Linked DNA regions of Rattus norvegicus: region 1 is linked to region 2. A link is a contact called in public Hi-C data. All regions are on one chromosome and are shown on one strand. Each heading gives the region's core, a stretch centred on a gene start, on an enhancer-like site or on the middle of the called end of the contact. The rest is flanking DNA. Distances are from core to core; before and after follow the strand shown.

Region 1 (6,877 bases), core at 4,266-6,765, 430 kb after region 2:
GGTTATGCCTCAATAAACTTACCAAAAAATTGTAAAGATCGTATGTTGAAAATGCATAGAATGAGCCCCAGGCAGCAGCACTGCGGTGTTGAGGTTTTACCTCATGACTGCATGGTTGAGTGGGTATGGTGTCTGTTGTCCCAGCTACTCAAGAGGCTGAGGCAGGAGGATCATATAAAAAGACATATGAGCATCGTACAGCCATCCGTCGGAAGCTCTGAGATAGTACGACACTGCTCTAGTGCTCTCAGAGGAGGGATGCAGTGCTGACTCAAATGAGAGGAAGACATCTAACAACCACACAGAGAGGGGCTAGCACAGAGGAGCTAGTCAATAATCTTTAAGAATGCTTCACGACGAAGAAAAACTAAGGACAGGCTGGGGAAACTGAAGACGCTCAATGACTAAAGACAATTTGTATTCTGGACTACTCTTGTCCGTGAAGAAGGAAATCGGCAAATCTCAAGAAGTACAGAATGATTACTAACGGTAGAACAATATTAATTTCTGTCCTACTTTGCTTCTCTGATGCTATGATAATACACTGACCAAAAACTATGAGGGAAGGTTCACTACAGTGGGGAAGCTAGGGCAGGAACGCAGAGGTAAGAGCTGTCACACACAGACCTTGGAGGACTGTTGATTTCTGGCTTGCTCCCTGATGATACTGCTCAGCTACATTTCTCACACAGCCCATGCTCTCACATCCAAGGATGGCACCGCCCACGGTGGCCTAGACCTTCTTCCCCCATCATGAAAATGCCCCACAGAGCAATCTGACAGGCCATTCCTCAATGGAGGTTCACTCTTGCTAGGTCTGTCAAGTTGACAACTAAGATTACTACTGCAATTTCCTGTAGGATTTTTCTCTTTTCTGCAGATCTAATTTTATTTCCAAATGAAAGACGAGACGGGTCTTTTTACTTCTTTTTTCTTTCTTTTTTCTTTTGGTTGTTGTTATTGTTGTTGTTGTTGTTGGTTTGTTTGGGGGTTTTTTATTTTCTATTTTTTTAATACAACATATCCAGGTATGAGACTGACTGTGTCAACCCCACTATGGCTCATTTCAGCTTGCTACTGTAATCTTTGTATTAAGGGAGATCATCGAATGAGGTCAGACACAGCATCTCTAAACCCAATTCTTACACTGTACGGTAAGACTGCAGTAAATAAGAAAGCAAGCCAATGAAGGAAAACATACATGCTAAAACCCATATGGCATGTTAGTCACAAAGAGACAAGTCAGAAAAAACACATTAGCGTTCCCATTAGAAATAAATCGCCCATAACGCCCGAATGTGGATGCACACACTTAGGAAATAAGAAGCAGAAAATGTCAAGAATTAAAACCAAATCAATTTGGCACTGGAATGTGGTCAAGTTTTGTCTAGCATGTGTGAGGTCCTGTGTTTAATCATGTACTCAGAGTGCACGCGCGCGCGCGCGCACACAGACACACACACACACACACCAGCAGATGATAAGAACAAGACTTGAACACTTCCTGTGGTAGTCATTGTTCATGAATCTGGTGAGGGTGGTTTATTGTGAGACAAAAGCTGAGTTAGGTCTGGTACATACCCAGACTTCAAGTCCGTTATCCTCAAACAGTTGGTAGCATCCAGTCCCACCTTCCCATTTCGGACCACGCTCGATATGAATGGGGAGAGCATTGGAGAAATTCGGTTCAAGGCAATTTCTGGAGACATTTTAACTTGATTTATGAGTTACCACTGAAAGTAGAAAGAAAGAAAGGTGATCAATTTACAAAAAAAAAAAAAAAAACCTTATAGAAATATAGATATAACAAGCTTCCTGGAAGTTAACGCAGTGCTCAGAATTTCTCTTGTGTGAGCAAATGCTTTATGACACAATAACACCTCTTGCCTTTGTCTTGCAGGAGCCAGATCCCTGCAGTTCAGATACTCAGGGCACAGGCTGAGTATTAGGGCATGTTTTTCAAGAATGGAAGAAACCCTTGAAGTACAATTCCCTCCTCCTTTCCAAAGACAATCCCACACCAGCTCAGTCACCTTAAAGCGGCACAGCTCCTCGCTACAACTGGCTCTTCTAACCTGGTTGAGCTGGAGAAGGTTCACTAACAGTCCTGTAACCATAACGCACAAAACACACATCACTAAGTCAGGGACCCCACCGTGTACCACAAGGACAAAGAACTTGATCACTGATAACATACAACACTCTAAAGCCAACACAGCAATTGTTAATTACTAGAAATCACTTACGGCCCGCATATCTTTCTTAATAAATCCTGCCATGCACATTATAATTACCTGATTATATTAACTCTCACATTTAACAAATGCAGTTAACATACACTTAGTATTCAGTAACATTTTGATAATAAATGAAGTAGTGAATTCAAATAATGAAGTTTTTCTGAGCCAAATTTAAAGCAAGCTTTATTAAAAACTGGCCAGGACCATAGATACTGGCCTGGCCCATACCCAAGACCCATGCTCAGAATATGGCCTCAAATAGTAGATTTAATTTTTAAAAATTAATTTTAAAATAACTTTAAGGACATGAATTAGGGGGGAGAAAATCTGAAGAAAAATTTAGAAATGGAGAAGATATAACATATCCTCAAAATTGGATAAGGTAGGGGCCCTGAGGAAATGGTTCAGTGAGTAAAGCGCTTGCTGAGCATGCCTAACCGACCCCTAGCACTGTGTAAAAAGCCAGCCTAGTGGTAACACATCTATAACCCAGCACTGGGGGTTCAACTCAGCAGATTCCCCAGACTCACTGGCCAGTCAGCCTAGACAAAATGGTAAGGCCCAAAGTCAGTGAGAGACCCTGTTTCTAAATTTAAGGTCAAGGATGATAGAGGAAGATACTCAACACAGACCTCTATTGACCGCATGCACACACCGAGGTTAATGCATGTACACAGACATGTATGCATGTATGTATGTATGTATATAATATATATTAATACTATACACGCAGATATACCATGTACATATATATACACAAATAATAGGGAATTAAATACAACAGAATCTGAGGAATAAATAAAGCAAAAAAATGTACTTGACACTTAAATTATAAAAACACAGGCAAGATATTAAAGCATGTCCAGATATTAAGCAACAAAGACAAACTGAATCTTTTTTCAGTGTTTGATTTTCAGGCACTTGATAATACAAAAGCAGTAAGTCACACCTCTGTCACTTCATGGAGCTGGAGGAGAGAGTACATGAACTCCTAATGGGCTTCTAGACGAAAGCTACGACTTTAGAGGTGGAGAAGTCAATTCAAATGATCGCTGTCTCTCTCAATCTGAAAGGTTAGCCCCACATTGAAGGCAAATTCATTCCATCCAGGTATGATTAGGAGTACCTGCTGTTCTAGTTTCTAAACCCTGTGCCACATAGGGATTTACAAGCTCTGCTAAACTAAATACTTGCTTTATCATTTTAGATAGTAACAAAACAACCACAGTGACACCATGATGCCCCCTCCAGAAGTACTTGTGAGGTGCTTAAGCTTTATACAATATACTTTAATCTCCACACGGTTGTCTTCTGACTCTTGGGCGCCGACCTGCCCATACACTCTAATACCGTAACATGAGCAGATGTCTCCTTTGCTACAGGTAGAATCTATCATAAAGCATATATATTTATAGTGTCACATGACTGATAAAGGCACTCCCATGTGCAGTGTTGCCTTTCATCTTCGCAGCCTGGTTATGAAGCAGGTTTCTAACCCCCATTTCCCAGGTAACATGGGTAACTGTTTCTGAGCAGTAAGCTCACCCACGGGATCACTTTGAAGACTTCTCTAAACCCTGCAGTCCCACCTGATGTCTACCCACTATGTCACAGTTCCTGAAGGGGATGCTCATTTACTTCACATTCAAAAACACCAAGAGTCATCTGAGAAGCAAGCAGAAGGATCTCTTATGACAAAATTTTTTTCCATGCTCTTTTTCTCAGGGTACCTACTATCTGACCCCAAATTTCTCGAAGAGAAACTGTGTAGCACATCACACGTGAGTTACAGACATCCACTCCCCCCACAGTTTCTTAATGAGTTTCTGATTTGTAAATACAAAAGCTAAAGACGAACCAGACCAAGTTACTTATTTAATATCACACACAGAACAGAAGAACTGGAATTCAAATTCAGATCTCTCGTGAAGTCTACTATTCCTATTTTCCTCTCAAGCACTCATTACAGTGGCCACTAAAGAAAGCATCCGGGTGAATCTTTAAAGTGTACACCTTGGTAAATATGAAGACGAAATCACGAATTTATACACATGACTGCTTTACAGCTAAACACCAACTAGGCTACTGCTGACCCAGTGTTAATGCTAGCCTGAATGATTCACTAATTAAATGCCAAAGGAAACAACCTTCTCCAGATGCCAAACCACACTAGCGATTATGAAAACCCATTCCACTTCCGCAACTGTCAAGACTTTAGGATAATACCTGAGGGAATGGATTTCTGTCTTTATTTCCAGAACAGCTATAATACAAATTTTTGACAGTACAAAGTTGTGTGCAGATTCAAGGTGTTTCAGTAGGTGGGTCTTCACTAACAAAGAGAGAAAACTCCAAAATCAGGATTTTGAAAGCAAAAAAAAAAAAAAAAAAAAAAAAAAAAAAGGATGATTCTTTGGTACAATATGCGGGATAGGGATTGGAAACACACACACACACACACACACACACACACACCCCTCTCCTTTGCATATGACACCATTATAACAGATCCCAAAGAGGCAGGAATTTTTGGTGGCCAGCGTCTCCTGAATGCTTGTTTTGCAATTTGTATTTCCTGATTTTGACGTATTGCAGGAGGAAGAGGCAAATATATAATTTTTATAAAAATCTGCTGCGGCAAGATAAGGTCACATGAGGTCTTTTAGTGGGCGGGCTGTCTGGGGAATACAAAGACACATAAAGCACCATCCAGGCTCTTGCAATTAGGAGAGGATGACAAACACGGAAACATGTGCCCCGTTGACGTCATGGAACGGAAAGGGGTGGCCTCCTGCTGCATCACGTCCACGTCATATGGCGCACGAGGGAAGTTACTGTGGGGGAGCAATTTCTCCACTGGACAACATCGGGGAGGGGCGGGAAGGGTGAACTGGATCAGATCCAAAGAACGGCCACCCATTCTGAGGAAAACCTAAAGGGACCCAACCCTTTCTCCCAAATTGTATGATGCCCCTCGTCAAGTGCAAAAAGAGGCGGGCTTCATGAGGGACCAGGACTGAACGAGATATGTGGAAAAAGAGAAGCCTCGGATCTTGGAGGCCGGCTCTTGAGGGAATCCGCGTGCTGGGGGGCGAGCGGGGCATCTTTGGAACGCGGGCCTTCTCTTGAAGAGGCTAGCTCTCTGGCCATACTCAAACACGGCTCTCTGCGCCACCTGTGCGACTGAGATCCAACCTCCCCGCACCAGCCCGGGTCCAGGTACCTGGAACTTAAGTCCGATCAGTAACCGGCGACTAGACAGGGTACAGGTTACCCGAGCGCGCCCCCGACCGACGCACCGACCTGCGCGCGAACCGCGGGCCGGATGCGTGCGCGCTCCCCCCGGACGTCCCGCCCTCTGCAGAGCCGGCCGGGCGTGCGCGTCCCCCGGAAGCTGAGGAAGGCGGCCTGGTAGCGCCTGAAGGTTCCCCGGAGCTCTTGCCTCCACCTTGGCGCGCTCTGTGATTCTTGCCGTGGCGGTTGAGCCCTGTGCCGTGAGGCGGGGTGGGAACACGGGTCCCAGAGGAACCAGGGCCAGCCAAAAGCCGGGGAGGTTTCGGGCATTAGAGTGGGCGACCCGCACAGGCGTGTGAAACGCCCGCGTCGTTAGGGAGGACGGAGTGGCGTCCCTGGTTACGGGGTCAGGCAAAGGGCAAAGGGCAGCGTCCGGGTTGAGCAAGAGCGAGGATTAGTAATGGCGGCGTCAGGGGAGCCCGGGAGGCTCTGGCAGGAGGAAGAGGCGGCAGCAGTGGTGGTGGTGGGTTCCTGCATGACCGACCTGGTCAGGTTAGTGCGGGGCCGCAGCGCAAGGTCTCGGGAGGGCGAACCACACTGTGGGCGTCCGGGCCTCGGATCTGTGGGCACCCTCCATGGAACTTTGCTATAAACTTCAGGTTGCCACAGTGCGACTTCTGAAGTGGAAAAGGCAGAATTCAAATTGGTAGAGGTCAATGACAGGGTAAGGGACAGGGGTTGAGGAGCGGGGAGGGGGGCACATGAATGAAAGCTTTGATACTTCTAAAGACACACCCACATCCCCGGGCGCCCCCAAACACCTGCACTTGTTTCCTTGGCTAGGCTGCCCCATGACGTTTTAATCTCTGAGAACGTGCTGTACCTTCCTCACAGGGATGTTGTGAGGACAAGATGTGTTTTATCCACCAAACCCTACTAGGTAATACTGAATTGAACACGTGTGAAATAAGGCATCGAAGCAAACAGACACCTTTGCCCTCAATCGATTGTTGGCCTTCCTGCAGTGTTCCATATTTACAGTTACTTTTATGTAGAAATGAAACTATGGGTCAGCCTTTGTGGTGAACCCAAGTGTGAATTCAAAAACCAAACAAAAAAAAAAAAAAACAAATAAACGTAATTACAGCCACTAAAAAACTGATCAACTAGTGCTAAATGAGAATAGTTGAGTTAGGTCAGAGAGGTTATAGGAAAGCTCCTTCTGCTTTGTGTGCTCTGTTTTTATGAAAACGGCTTTCAAAGCATAAAATCAGTATACATTGTAGAAAAACTAATTCAGGTATTCCAAAAACTATCCAACCATCTAATTCTGTTTATGTTAATAGTCATATTTCTCAGCAACTTAATGTCATCAGTCCCCAAACGTTTTTTCCAAAAGGAAA
Region 2 (7,588 bases), core at 29-2,528:
TGCCTTTCTCATCAGATTACAAAGAAACCCATATTTCTATATTTCTCAGCTCAGTTCACCCCTCCCTGGAAGACCCCTGACCTCTAAAGGTCAAAGTCAAGGCCATAGCCATTGGCTTATGGAGTAACTCATGCTGCAGCCAGCTTGTCTAGGAACTCCCAATGCTGGCTGAGGTGGGCTTCAGGTGGCAGGGAACCTTGTGTGTGCATGCAATTCCCTCGCAAGTTCTTGTATGCGGTTCCTGCTACACAAGTCAGATACCCCACGGCCCCCCACCGCCCCACCAGTACCTACAGAGACATAGATTACAGGCAAGATCCCTCAGTGCAAACCAGTCTGGCTGCTTTAGAAAAAGAGTTGTTTTTCTACTTCTAAAACCACTCAGGAGCCCAAGTGATGTCTCTCTCTCCCACTTCTCTCTGACAGCTTCTTTGCCCCAGTACCCCCAAGCCCCTCAAGGATCTGCTCCGGGGGAAATACAGGCTCCTGCCCAACCCTTACCGGAAGCTGGAGGGGGGGTATCACAGAAGGTGTCAAGAGCCAATCAAAGCCAGCTTCTTCCTTACTGACCTTCGCACCTAATTCCCAGAGGCAACCCTCGTCCTCACTCCCAATCACTTGAAGGAGCCCAGCCTTGTTTCTGAGCCCCCAAGCCTTTTCAGAAAACAGCTAAGATCGAAGAATAACAGAAGAAAGAAGGGTTAAAAAGCCTTCCCCCGCAGGGTCCTTTCGGTTGGGAGGGGCTTAGAGGGTGCAAAGATTTTCTTGCCTATCCACTACCTAGAAAGAGGAAGGTGAAAAGGAAGGCAGAGCGGCTCGGAAGGAGGCAACAGGCTTCCCGGAGGGGACCTGCAGTATCATGAGCTTTTCTGGAAAATTAAGTAAGAAAAGGGGGAGAGGGTGTCGTTGGCTCTCCAAGCCCACTCTCCGCTTGTTTAAAAAAAGTGGAGGGGAGGGGCGGAACAGAACAAAACCCCACAACTTACAGCGGTGACCCCTAAGTATTTTTCTAGCTTAGCGAGGAAAGGGAAAAGACGGAGGTTGGGGGTGGAGGCACTGGGAGCGAGAAGAGGGAGTCTGCCCGCGCCGCCAGGTGCACCCCGGCCCGCACGTACCTGCTGGCCGCCGCCACCGCTGGAGTAGGACTCGGCGTGCGCAGGAGAGCCACTGCTGCCCCGGGACGAGGTGTCAAAGTTCCCGGGATAATCCTGGTACATGATCCGCGGTGGGGGCCGGAGAGGAAACAGGGTGGTTTTCTTCCCCGCCCTCGCCGCGGCCGCGCACAGTTTGCTGCGCGCTCGCTGGTCCACCGGCCCGGCCGCGGACTGGGCTTTTCGCTCCCGGGCTGTCCACCCAACCCAGGCAGACAGGAGGCAGCGACACTCGGGAAATGACCCCCCGATCGCCGCGCACCGCACTTCGTTTCTGCTCTGCAAGCTCCGCGGAACCGGTTGTCCACCGGGTCCCTCCCTCTAAAAAGTCGGCGCGTCCCTCGGTCCCTCCCCTGCGCGCGCCCTTCCGCCCCCGCGCGCAGCCCGAGCTCTGCCCGGACCTACGGGTTGGAGAAAAATGGGCAACGCAAAAAAGACTAGGAGCTCTGCGGGTGTCGCTTGGCAGCTCTGGGGGACTCCCTCTCCGATCTCCCAGGGCGCCAAAAGGGCGAAAAAGAAAAGCTGCCGGTTGGGAGAAACTTCTGTTTCCTCCTTTTAGAAAAGGAGCCCAAGAATAAACTTCCTGTGGCCAACTCGCCGCCTGAGTTTCCCGGCGACTCGGACACTTGACTTAGGACAAGGCGATGAGCGCCGGTCCAGCGGCCCCGATCGCGCCGGTGGGACAGCGCCCGTGGGGTTCCAGGCTGAGCGGTGCTGAGAGGGACGTGGCTCCGCGTCGCAGTGACCTGCACCCGGTGCCTGCTCTGGGACCGGCCAGTCTCACGCGTCTCGCCTCGCTTCGCCCTCCCCTCTCTCTCCCCCTCTTTCTTGCGCGCTCTCTCTCTCTGTCCCTGCCGAGCGCCGCTCGCTGTCTCTCTCCGAGCCCCTGCGCTCTGCCCGAGATGAGTCACTACAATGGCACGAGTTCAACTCCACACTCTTTATTCTCCAGCCCCGCACCATGTGGATCCACTCACGTCAACTGTAGACTCCACCTTGCTGGGAGGAGCGCTCGAGGCGGCGGGGGAGGAGGCCCGGGACAAGGAGGAGGAGGAAGAGGAGCGGGAGGGGAGGAGGCGGGCGCGGCGCTCCCCTCCCGGCCCTGCTCGCGGTCGCGCTGACGCCAGCCGCACACCCCGCGCAAGGAAGGCGGGCGGCGGGGAGGGTGGGAGCGGGCGGCCCCCGCACTACGGGGGCGCCGAAGCCGCCCGCGTTCTTGCAGATCTCCTCCACCCCCCTGGGGCGCAGCGCCCTTGGTCTGTTCCATTGGCGCACGTTGCCAAAGATGGTCATTTGCGTTAGAGGACGCGAGTGCGGGTTTCCTCGCATTCGGGTGACGTGGAGGGAGAGGGATTCCCTCGCCTGCTCCTGAGTGCGCTCTGGCCTCCCTACCTCCCCCCCCAACCTCCACCCCAAAAGGAAGGGGCGCGGGGCGGGGCCCCGAAAGCGGCCGCGCGGGCCTGGGCTCTGGGTTTTAGAAAAAAAAAAAAAAAATCGCAGCCTGAAGACCAGACGGGCGGCTCAGTGCGGCGCCACCGCGAGGCCGAGAGCCCAGCGCGCAGAGCCGCTCGCGGGGAGGGCGCGGCCGTGCGCAGTCGTCCGCACCCTCAGCGGCGCCGCCCGGTGCAGCGGGCGTCCTGGACGCACCGGGCACCCGCGCCACCCTGCGGCCGGGTCTTGGCGGGGTGCGGCACGGCGCCGCCAGGCGGGGCAGGCCTGCCCATTTTTCACTCAGAGCCTGCCTGCCCACTGCTTCCCCTTTGAGTGTGTGTGTGTGTGTGTGTGTGTGTGTGTGTGTACTTTTTTCTTTTCTGTTTATTTATTTATTTTTGTTTTGGCCTTCCAATTAATTTGCTAAAAGTAATATTGAAGACGAAATTAGCTAGCGAGACACTCTGGGAGTCCTCTGTGCTAGATAATTAGGACGCATCTAATAGTAGTAAGCAGGCCTTAAAAGCAAATCGGGTTAAAAAAAAAACTGGGGGCCGAGAGGTGTGCCCCAAGTTGCCTTGAGCTGTTTTGGAGCAAAGTTCAGGGCGCGCGTGGCCGGACTCCAGGCTCTTCCCGCCTTGCTGGGTGGGGTGGCACTCAGGGTAAAGAGCGCAGGCCTTGGAGTATGAACGCCTGGCTATGCTATTTACGAGCTGTGAGATCTTGGGCGAGTCTAGAGTCTCAGTTTCCTCCTCTTTATAATGAAAGGTTTGGGGCAAGACGACCTTCTAAAGCTTTGTCTGCTCCGGATAGCCAATCATCCCCAGAGAAGGTACAATGTGTACAGCTAAGTGCTGTACCAGGAGTTGAAGAACTCTTTTCTTTTGGGGTAGGGTCTCAGGATTGCACAGGGTGTCCTAAAACTCGCTCTATAGCAAAGATAAGCCTCCACCTCCCGAGCGCCGGGATTACAAGCGTGAAACAACGCTGTTCAGCTATCCTTAAGCAGTGCATCTGAATCCTTAAACTTTTGAGGAGTGAATAGGAAGATGGGTTGTTAGGATTCTGCTGAGGATGTTAAAGCGCTATGCATCTTCCACATCACATCTCAGGTCCTCAGTTTCCTTATCTGTGAAGTGGGGGCGTTACTAGGAAAGAAAAATAAAAGCCGGGAACTCGAAGCTTTCCCGGGGCTCTATATAAAGCGCCGGCGTTTCCGGGACGGCTGGCGGCATCTGGCAGCCCCAAGGGCCCCAAGATACGGTAATCCCAAACAATACTCGGGGTCATTGTTTACAGTTATAAAACACATTCTGTCCTGAGCTCCATCCCCAAGGACTTGTGCGCGTGGGGAGCCGAGGTGGCCAGACTTCGCATTTCTGCAGCTGCCCTTACAGCAGAATGTGCAGCTCTGCTGACTGGCGAACGTGGTGTGGGGCAGGCGTCCACGCAAGCACGCACCAGCCGTGGGTGACTGGCCCATTCCGCCCCCTCCTTCATCCCTGCGTCCTGGCCTGCCTGAGTGTTTACGCGCCTCTCTCAGCAGGACTGAGTAAATGCAGCCGTTTGACGCAAAACGGATCAGCCCTTCTCCAGCAGCAGCAGCAAAACCCAGAAAACTGGAGGTGGGGACGGGGGCAGGGCACAGGAAAAAAAAATCGTGACACTTTCCCACTCGCCTCGCCCGGTACTGTGCGGGTCCTCGATCGCCCTAGAGAAATCTTGGAGGGTTGGGGTGAGCAAATGGGGGCGCGGCCGGGGTGCGCAGGGGCCTCCCCTAGGAACCGCGTGTCACAGCAGCAGGAATAGACGCACTTTTGGTTTTCCTTCGAGCCGCACGGGCTGTCCAGCCCTCCCCCAGCCCGCATTCAATAATCGTGAGCTTCTGGGTCTCTCCCACACAGTCCTTCCAGTAACGCGGGGCGGGGGTGGGGGATGGAGGGGGAAGGGGAACAGGAGCTTCCTCCAAGGCCTCCGCCATCCCGGGCGCGCCCAGCCACTAGCAGGCGCCGCCGGGAGCGCGCCTTCGGGCCAGCGCAACCTCGCGCCCTCGCCCGCCCCCGCCCGGACCCGCTTCCCCGGTCCTTTCCTTTCTTGTGGCTTCCCGTAAAGCCCAGCAGCCCCCAGACGTCTGCAGAGCATCACGGAATCTGTGCTGATGCAAGTCGCCGGCCTCCCTTTGGTGCGCCCCGGCCCGCCTGAGAGCGCTTTGATCCCTGCCTGGCCCTGCTCCGGAACGTGAGCTGGTTTCCCGTGCCAGCCTGAAGAGGAGACCTAAGTTCCACAGTCCAGGCCACCTTTCAGTCCTGTGGCACCAGAGGCAGAGCTGCCCCAGCAAGTGGCCTCCCTGGGTTCAGTGGATGCTTGAAGTTTGACCTATCTAAACTAAGTTCAGCGGCGGCGCCTACGTGGGAAGACATCCCCGGGGCACGCGGTTAAGAAGGAGCTGGAGTAAGATGCTCAGAACAGGGATCAAACCCCATTGTCTTGAATCTTAAGGAAAACAGATACTGTCGCTTGTAATCCCCACAACAAACATTTGAGGTAGCTCTCATTCCCAGCTGTCAGTTCAAGAAAATAACGCCAAGCAACTTGAGCTAGGGAACTGGCCAGTGTTTAATTAGGAGTTGGGAGTATAACCACCTCTGATTCTGCCGTCCCGTGTCCCCATCTCCCCCGCATTACCTGCCTTCTACCGGAAAGTCTTTCTGGCTTTCTAAGTCAGACTTCATTTGTTCATGGCTTTAACTGACACTTAAAAGTGCCCCTTCTTTCTCTTCAGAGTAAATATGTAGAGTGAGGGAAGGCTAGAGAGATGCCGCGGTGGGGGAAAAATGGTAGTTGGGCTGATTCTTCATCGCCTCTCTGGGTGTTTCCCTGTTACCCCATCCAGCCCAAGTTGTCTTGGAGCTTAGAATGCTTGTCCCTCTCACTGGCTCACTCATCAGACCACAGAGCACTTGGTGAAGACCTTTCATATTTGAGGCTTCACTTGTCTTACAACATCCCCAGCAGGGAGCATGGTCAGCTGTGGGCCAGACTGCGATTTGCTGAGGCAAAGCCAGAGAATAAAATGGCAAAGCAGCCTCCTCAGTAGGGTCCGGCCTCTGCAGCCAAACGCAAAGCCATCTCCCATGACCTTAGACCCAGTGTTCTGCCAACGTTGACAGTCTACAGAGTCTACTCCTTACTGATAACCCTACCCTCCCACACTGTTCGGAGGAATCTGCAGTCATAATTTCATAGTAAACAACATGTTAGATGATGTGTTCCTGATTCCTGAAAGCATTTATATTTGAAACCAGAGTCTTGGTTAGGGTTCCTGCTGCTGTGATATAAAAAGCTATGACCAAAAGCAACTTGGGGAAGAGTGGGTTTCTTACAGTTTCCCATCACAGGAAGCGAGGGCAGGAACTGAAGGCAGGAACCTGGAAGTAGGACCTGAAGCAGAGGCCATGGAGGGGTGCTGCTACTGGCTTGTTCCCCGTGACTTACTCAGTCTGTTTTTTCCTCTATGGTCGAGGACACACACACCCACTTCCCCAACCCCGTGGTGTGGTCCCCAGTGAGCTGGGTTTATCCACACGAATCTTAAACCAAACAAATGCCTTAGAGAGGTGGCCTTGTCTCCAGGCCACCTGACAGAGACATTTTCTCAAATGAGGTTGCTCTTCCCAGATGGCTCTAGTTTGTACCAAGTCACCCCCTATACACACACACACACACACACACACACACACACACACACACACACACACAGAGCCAAACAGCATGACCTGTGTTTCATACAGAAGTGTGTGGGTTTTCTGAGCACCCATACATCTGTCAGGGGGCCATCAGCAAGCAGATTTCAGCTCAAATGGTTCAGAGGAAGAGGTCTTTGTGGTGACCTCTTTGGGGAGAGTCCTTTCGGAGAGGCTTAGAGAAAGGGAATTTAGTATATCTGTTGTCTGGAAATGGACCGCCACTAGAGTCATGGGAAGCTGTTCAGAGCCCCGAATCCTCAGGGGTGTGTTTGTGTCTGTCAGGTGTGAGGATCCAGGAAAGACTGGAGACTGCTGCATCTCCTAAGGGGCCCACAGGGTGTAGGAGTGGGGTTTTAAGGAAACAAAGACACCCTTTTCCCCTGTGACCTTACGGCATCTGCTGGAGGACTCAAAGGGCACTTGCAGCGTATGCACTCTGAGATGTAACACTTGTGCTTCCCCCAACATATGGGGAGCTACAGTGATCATTGCTATAAAGAGGAAAAGCAAGCACTGTGACACACATCTATAGTCTAGGCACTTAGGAGGTGAAGGCAGGATGACCAGGAGTTCAAGGTCATCCTCAGCTACATAAGGAATTGAAGACTAGCCTGGGCTACAAGAGACCCTCTCAGCAACAACAACAATAGCAAAAAGCCAGGCATGGTGATGCACCTTTAATCCAAGAACTCATAAGGTAGAGGCAGGTGGACCTGTGTGAGTTGGAGGGCCAGCCTTGTCTACAGAGTGAGTTCGAGGACAGCCAGGGCTACATGGAGAAACCCTGTCTTGAAGAAAGAAGAAGAAGAAGAAGAAGGAGGAGGAGGAAGAGGAGGAGGAGGAGGAGGAGGAGGAGGAGGGAGGAGGAGGAGGGGGGAGGGGGAGGGAGAGGAGGAGGAGGAAACAAGTTATATTTAAATGAAATTAATGTTCTACCATATGAGTTCTAAGGACCAAGCTGGGTCCTCTGGAAAAGAAGCCAGTGCTCTTAACCACTGAGTCACCTCTCTAGCCCCAGGGCAGCTCACAGCTATCTGTAACTCCAGTCCCACTGGATCTAACATCCTCTTCTGCCTCCTTCTCCTCTGGGGCACTGCACACATGTGGTGTGCACACAGAGAAGAGGCAAAAACTCCCATCCTCACAAAATAATAAATAAAATGTTCATCTGGTGGACGTTAGAGGTACCTGTGTGTACACACACCAACCCTTCTGGTTGCAGAATTTTATACACTCTGCCGAATTGTGTTACCTCAATAA

What was found. A called contact is a pair of places that touch in the nucleus more often than the background predicts.
Region 1: a contact with region 2 is called in a Hi-C map of the A7r5 cell line, with 6 times the contacts expected there. The contact joins the promoter of Babam2 here to the promoter of Fosl2 in region 2. A contact is called at or near these places in 12 of 12 Hi-C or Micro-C datasets (the A7r5 cell line, the Rat2 cell line, Schwann cells and 7 more) and 1 of 1 datasets of contacts at active chromatin or transcription factors (oligodendrocytes).

Annotation. Positions count from the first base shown.
Region 1 is chr6:30,461,826-30,468,702 of GRCr8, forward strand. Babam2 (BRISC and BRCA1 A complex member 2) reads right to left here and starts at 5,516. Exons shown (of 12, transcript NM_199270.2): 1 at 5,464-5,516; 2 at 1,582-1,733. The coding sequence starts at 1,709. Rbks (ribokinase) reads left to right here and starts at 5,901. Exons shown (of 8, transcript NM_001108703.1): 1 at 5,901-6,026. The coding sequence starts at 5,935.
Region 2 is chr6:30,037,991-30,045,578 of GRCr8, forward strand. It overlaps Fosl2 (FOS like 2, AP-1 transcription factor subunit), which reads right to left and starts at 1,279. Exons shown (of 4, transcript NM_012954.2): 1 at 1,116-1,279. The coding sequence starts at 1,217.